Linked DNA regions of Triticum aestivum: region 1 is linked to region 2. Evidence: chromatin contacts called from public Hi-C data. All regions are on one chromosome and are shown on one strand. Each heading gives the region's core, a stretch centred on a gene start, on an enhancer-like site or on the middle of the called end of the contact. The rest is flanking DNA. Distances are from core to core; before and after follow the strand shown. Region 1 has its middle 35 kb from the start of LOC123142496. Region 2 holds the start of LOC123143841 (VIN3-like protein 2).

Region 1 (2,700 bases), core at 13-2,512, 640 kb after region 2:
ACTGATTCGGAGAAGGTGAGGAGAAGACATGGTGGGGAGCGGAGCGAAGTGAGTGTAGGGTTCTCGGATTGGGTTTTTGTTGAGATGGACTGGGGTTGGCGGTGGGCCGTACTGATGTGGCGGACGCGCTCGGGCGTGCCTGGACCGCCCCATATTCGCCCTACAATTGGGCGAGGCTGGTTTTAGGCCCCGGGGTGGTTCGGTTTTTGACTGGTTAGTGATCGGGCGGTCTTCCGGGCATTTGGGGACCGTTTGGTGCCCGACCGTAGACGCTCTTAGCATATTTGGCCCACCGTCCAGCGATAGCAACTCTTCCTTATAAAAAGTTCTTGTCTTTTTTATGTGAGCATGTGCACGGAGGTGAGATAAAAATGCAATGCCGTTTGCTTAATCATATACTCCTTCCGTGGGACGGAGGGAGTATTTTCTTACACTTGCGGCTACTATTTTCCCTTACGAGAAGCGAGTCATGGATCGAGCCATCACTTGTCACACAGTCCATTTCACAAGCAGGGCATCTCAATCAAACTGTAGGCCATCAACGTCGTCCACCACTGTCCGCGACAAAGATCGACGCAGAAATGTCGGTCTCAGTGCACGTACCGCCGACAGCTCCTGTGCATGAATAGGTTGATCCCATCCTGATCTACTCCAATCCCAGCAGCTAACTGCAGCCGCACTTAATCCTACGAATGAAGACAAAATATAGTCGTGATTTATCAACGTCGTCTTCCAAAACTTTCCCCACCAGAGTTTAGTTGGCAGCCGGCCTTTCCGACCATAATTATATGTTGGGTAGATAACATGGCCGGGCAATCAATCGTATTGGTGGTAGTAGATGTGGATGAGTCAAAATATCAGTGATAAAGTTGGTCTCCAAAGTGAAGATCACGGAAAACATCTCAGGAAAAGACTAATTTTTTCTTGCTTTAGATTTTTTTGAACCATAAAGCAAAGAACAATTGTTCTAGGGTATTTTCATTTCATTAATCAAATATTTACAAACAAGCAAAAAACAAAAAATAACAATCATCCAGCACCAGTTCTAGGGAAATCCATGAAAACCCGCAAACTAGACGTAGCAAATCCCACAAAAAATAATACTAGATATGACAAAAGATCTGACCAAAGATGGATTTTGGATTCATTTGCATAGATGGAAGAAGAGATAAAAAGGTCTCAAACAAACTATAGGCGATCGATGCCGTCCACCACACTCTGCGACAAAGATCGCCGCAGAAACGTCAGTCTCAGTGCACATACCGCCGTCCGCTCCGGTGTGCATGGATAGGCTTTGAGCAGACTCAACCGGCCGGCCCCATCCCGATCTGCTCCAATCCCAGCAGCTAACTGCAGCCACACTTAATCCTATGAATGAAGACGCAATGAACTCGTGATGCATCAACGTCGTTTTCCGAAACTTCTTTCCCGGAGTTTAGTTGGCAGCCGGCCTTTGCGTTCCGACTGTAATTATACGCTGGGTAGATAACATGTCAGGGCAATCAAATGGAAGAGGTGGTGGTAGATGTACTACTGTAGATCACTCAAAAGATGAGTGGTAAAGCTGGTCTCCAACTTGAAGATCACAGAAAACACCTCATGAAAAGACCAATTTTTTTTCTTGCTTTGGTTAAGATTCAGATCTGACCGGCGATGGGTTTTGGATACATTTGCATAGATAGAAGAAGAAATTAAAAAACAAATCATGTTCAACCTCAGTATCCAGCTATTAACTTGAGCAGGCCCTCGAAGGATAAATAAGTGGCAGTTGCAACAGGTCACGGCCACCTGCCCACCTCTATTTACAAACTGGGTACAGAGTAATGGGTCGCCATGGGAGTGGGCACGATCTGAACGCAGGGGCATCTGCACCCACTTTTTAAAAAATGCATTTTAATCACGTTTTGAAATCTCAAAATAATCAAAAGAAAATTTCATGCATACGTGGTCATAAATGTGTGTGCATGGCGCAAAGTTTTGTGAAAAATGTCTTTTTGTTTTGTCTCCGTAAAAAAGATAAATTTCGGTGCTTCTAAATAGCGTTCCATGACACAATTTTTTGTCTTTTTTGCATAGGCCGCAAAAAAAGTTATTTTTCCGTGAAACTTTATGCACGCACATAGAACTTGGACACGTACCCATGCAACCTTTTTCAGATTTCTTTAGCATTTAGAAACATGTTTTCAAAGTGGGTTCATATGCACCCGGGTTTATCCATGCACTTCTCGTCGCCATGGGTTGCTCAAGTTCCTCGGCTGTCTAAACTAGCAGCAGTTCTAGAAGAAATGGCACAGCAGAATTCAGCATGCCAATTAAAAATCCGGTCTTGCGTTGCGCAAAAACTACACACTCTGGTCATGGCCTTTCCAAACCATGTACTCTCGAGATGGTGTCGCTGTCCAAACCTTCATCCAAGCCTCTCCTCTCAAGGAACTCCTCGAGCTTTGTCCATGGCGGAAAATTCGAATAACCAAAGCATGCATTTCTACAAAGTACAACACCATGCAGGAAATGAGATGCATGGTACACTGAAATATAATTTTAGTCACACGTGAGGCCACACATGCATATGTTTCAGAAGGGTCAACCATGCAAGCACAAAACAAGTGACCGAGTACAGGAAGAAAAACACGTCCGCAGGGGCTAAAAGTCATTCAGATCTAACAACCTCATCTAGATAAACTTGAGGCGGCAGAAAGC
Region 2 (2,700 bases), core at 14-2,513:
CTTCCAGTGCTATACTATACGTAACCTAAAAATATAGTAACTTTCAGGAAGATCTTGCAATGCCATACAAACTCGAAATGCACCAGACAAAGTTCAACTCTTTTGAGGCCCTTCTGTAACTTTGGGTTAAGACTGGCAATGCCATTCTCTCTACAAAGGTTCAGAACTTGGCACCAGACACAGGCACATTAAGTCAAGACATGTGCATTGTACATACACCACCCAACAAAAATAGCACGAACACCGGAAACCAGGGTTGGCATATGGAAACCATCTACTTGCGCCCATATACAGCAGCTTGACATGGAACGCAAGAGACTGCCGCCACCCTGCTGAATCCTAACAGATTTAATCCTGCTAACCCCAGTCATCCTCGCAGAAACCACAAAACAGATAAGACCATCCACATGCATGCAAACAGAAGGCCGGCTCAACACAGCCGGCGTCCAGAACCGAATCACCGGCCAAAAGACCGAGGCTTTCCCCTCGAAACCAGACATCGACACGTAAATCCCTCAGGAAAACGACGTAAAGCCGCGGAGACACTGTTCCCGGCGGACTCCCGCGGACGCAAGGAGCGCAATGCGCGTAGCCGTCGCCGCATGCAGCGCCGAATCTGGCGCTACCGGCGGTAAAAATCTCCCGCGACCCCATGCCCTGCCCCCGCCCCCGCCTCCACCGCCGTACCGCCCACCAACCATCACCGGTACAGCCACGCACGCATCAACGACTAGTACTACCACCACCGATCGAATTTACCGCGCGCTAACCGGCGGGACGCGTCGCGGGGACGAATCCTCCGGCGAAGACGGCCAAATCTCGGGCCGGACGCGCGTCTGCCGCCGCGAAACGCGCAAACCCGGCCCGGAGGCCTCGCCGGAAGCCACCGGCACGGAGGAACCAATCCGCGCCGGCCGGGCGGCAGATTCGGCGCACGGACGAACAGATCGAGCGGCGCGGCATTAGGCCGGCCGCCGCCGACGGCCAGATGGCAGAGAGACAGATAAGACAGCGTAGGAATCGGGAGGCGCGGCGGCGCTGACCTGCGTAGGGAGGATCCATGGCCGGAGAGAGGGAGGGAGAGGGGGATCTCTCGCTCCTCCTCCGCCTCCTCCTCCTCCGCTGGGCTCACGTGGACTCAGCCCTCCTCTCTCCTCCTCTGCTGCTACCCTCTCTCTCTCTCTCTCTCTCCTCCTCTGCGTCTCTCTCTTTTTTTCTCTCTCTACCCCCGCCCCGTATGTAGTACGAGCACGCGAGGTTAGCTCCCAGCCGCACGGATACCAAAGCCTGCGGGCGGGCGCCGCTTTTGCGTCCCACCCCCCGCCTTCCCGCGTATTCGCGCGCGGCTCCCTCCCGGCTTTCCACATCCGGGACGGCAGGCCCGTGTGATCGCGCGGGGGTCAACACGGGGAAACGGAGAGCGGTTAGATGGTGTTAGCTGGTTTTGGTTAGGCAGGGTTTAACAACCGCGGCTTGTGTGCTTTCACACTTTGGACGTAGACATGGAAAACAGGGCAATCTATGTCTATTGTCACACAAACTGATAAGTTTGTGTAACCTTCCACATGCACAAAAGGCATGAGAGACTGTTGATCATCATTGTGTGTTACTCATCCAACCGTCGATGAGTGTCTATACTATGATAGATCGGTTGAATAGAAGATGAAAGGTTGATGTGTGAATTATTTATTGTATCAACATATATATGTCAAATGGTAGTTATATGTGATGCGCATTGCGTACATATGCAAAATACTTAAAGAGAAAACAAATATAGTGTACAAGTTCATATGTTTGAAAGAGAAGGATTTTTTTCATATCACAATATCGTCATCGTTGGTTTCCGATTCGGTGACTTCATGTTATCCTCTAGATTGTTTTGGCGGTGATGAGCCTCCGTCCACATCTATGTACAAGGTTCGCTCAAATCTCATAGTCAGAAGGTTGCCAGAGTGATTGCAGCGGCACGCCATCGACCCAGCCAGAAGGATTGAGGTGCGAGACTCCCTAGGGACCTGGTTATAATATCTTTATTTTGCAGGGTTGGCTTGTAATGCCGATCCGCGGCTAATAGATCTGAGGATATTTTCGCCAAAAAAAAGTATGGTCATTTATTTGGAAAATCGTCTCCAGTTGTATCGCATTAATACTCTTCCGCCTTTCCAGCTAAGATACAGTGAATACGTCGCGTGCGGTGTCATCGACGTGGTCCGACTGCCGACACGTCGTCTCGACCAATAAGGTGATGACATGTGTTATCCGGCCGCGTGCAACCAATGGCATAGGTGTGCCCTCGCCAGCTGGCCCTAGGAACTTTTTTTACCCTTACCTACATAGATTAAGTATTGGGCCTGGGGTTAAGCCCATCACGGCCCAATCACAAGATGGCCTGATCCTTTCCAAACAGTTGGAACTCCCAACCTAGATTGGTACGACCTTCATACAAACAGGAGTGCATTCATTACATTTCGGTCATTTTTCATTAAAAAGGGGACCAGACCTAAACCTAGCGTTCGATGGTGTCCGTCTCCAAGTCCTTGTGGTTCCCCTCTTGCGACCGCGACCACCATCTGCCGTCTCCATGAGCGACGGGGATAAGACCCGTGAAGTGAAGGTGCGGTCGGCGATGAGGAGAGTAGAATATGAGAGACGAACCGGCCCACTTGGGACTCGAGGTCCGCCGCCTCCCATGCTTTAGTC

What was found. Hi-C and Micro-C count contacts between places; a contact is called where the count stands out from the background.
Region 1: a contact with region 2 is called in a Hi-C map of leaf, with 4 times the contacts expected there. The contact joins the enhancer-like site here to the promoter of LOC123143841 in region 2. A contact is called at or near these places in 2 of 5 Hi-C or Micro-C datasets (both in leaf) and 1 of 1 datasets of contacts at active chromatin or transcription factors (leaf).

Annotation. Positions count from the first base shown.
Region 1 is chr6D:102,647,484-102,650,183 of IWGSC CS RefSeq v2.1, forward strand. No RefSeq gene overlaps it. Among protein-coding and RNA genes, the nearest start is that of LOC123142496, 35 kb to the right of the region's middle. Within about 2 kb of position 1,263, at least 2 of the 8 cell types and tissues checked have an H3K27ac peak or open chromatin away from gene starts, as enhancers often do. A contact at or near this core is called in leaf, where this site is marked.
Region 2 is chr6D:102,003,633-102,006,332 of IWGSC CS RefSeq v2.1, forward strand. LOC123143841 (VIN3-like protein 2) reads right to left here and starts at 1,264. Exons shown (of 4, transcript XM_044562847.1): 1 at 1,044-1,264. The coding sequence starts at 1,062.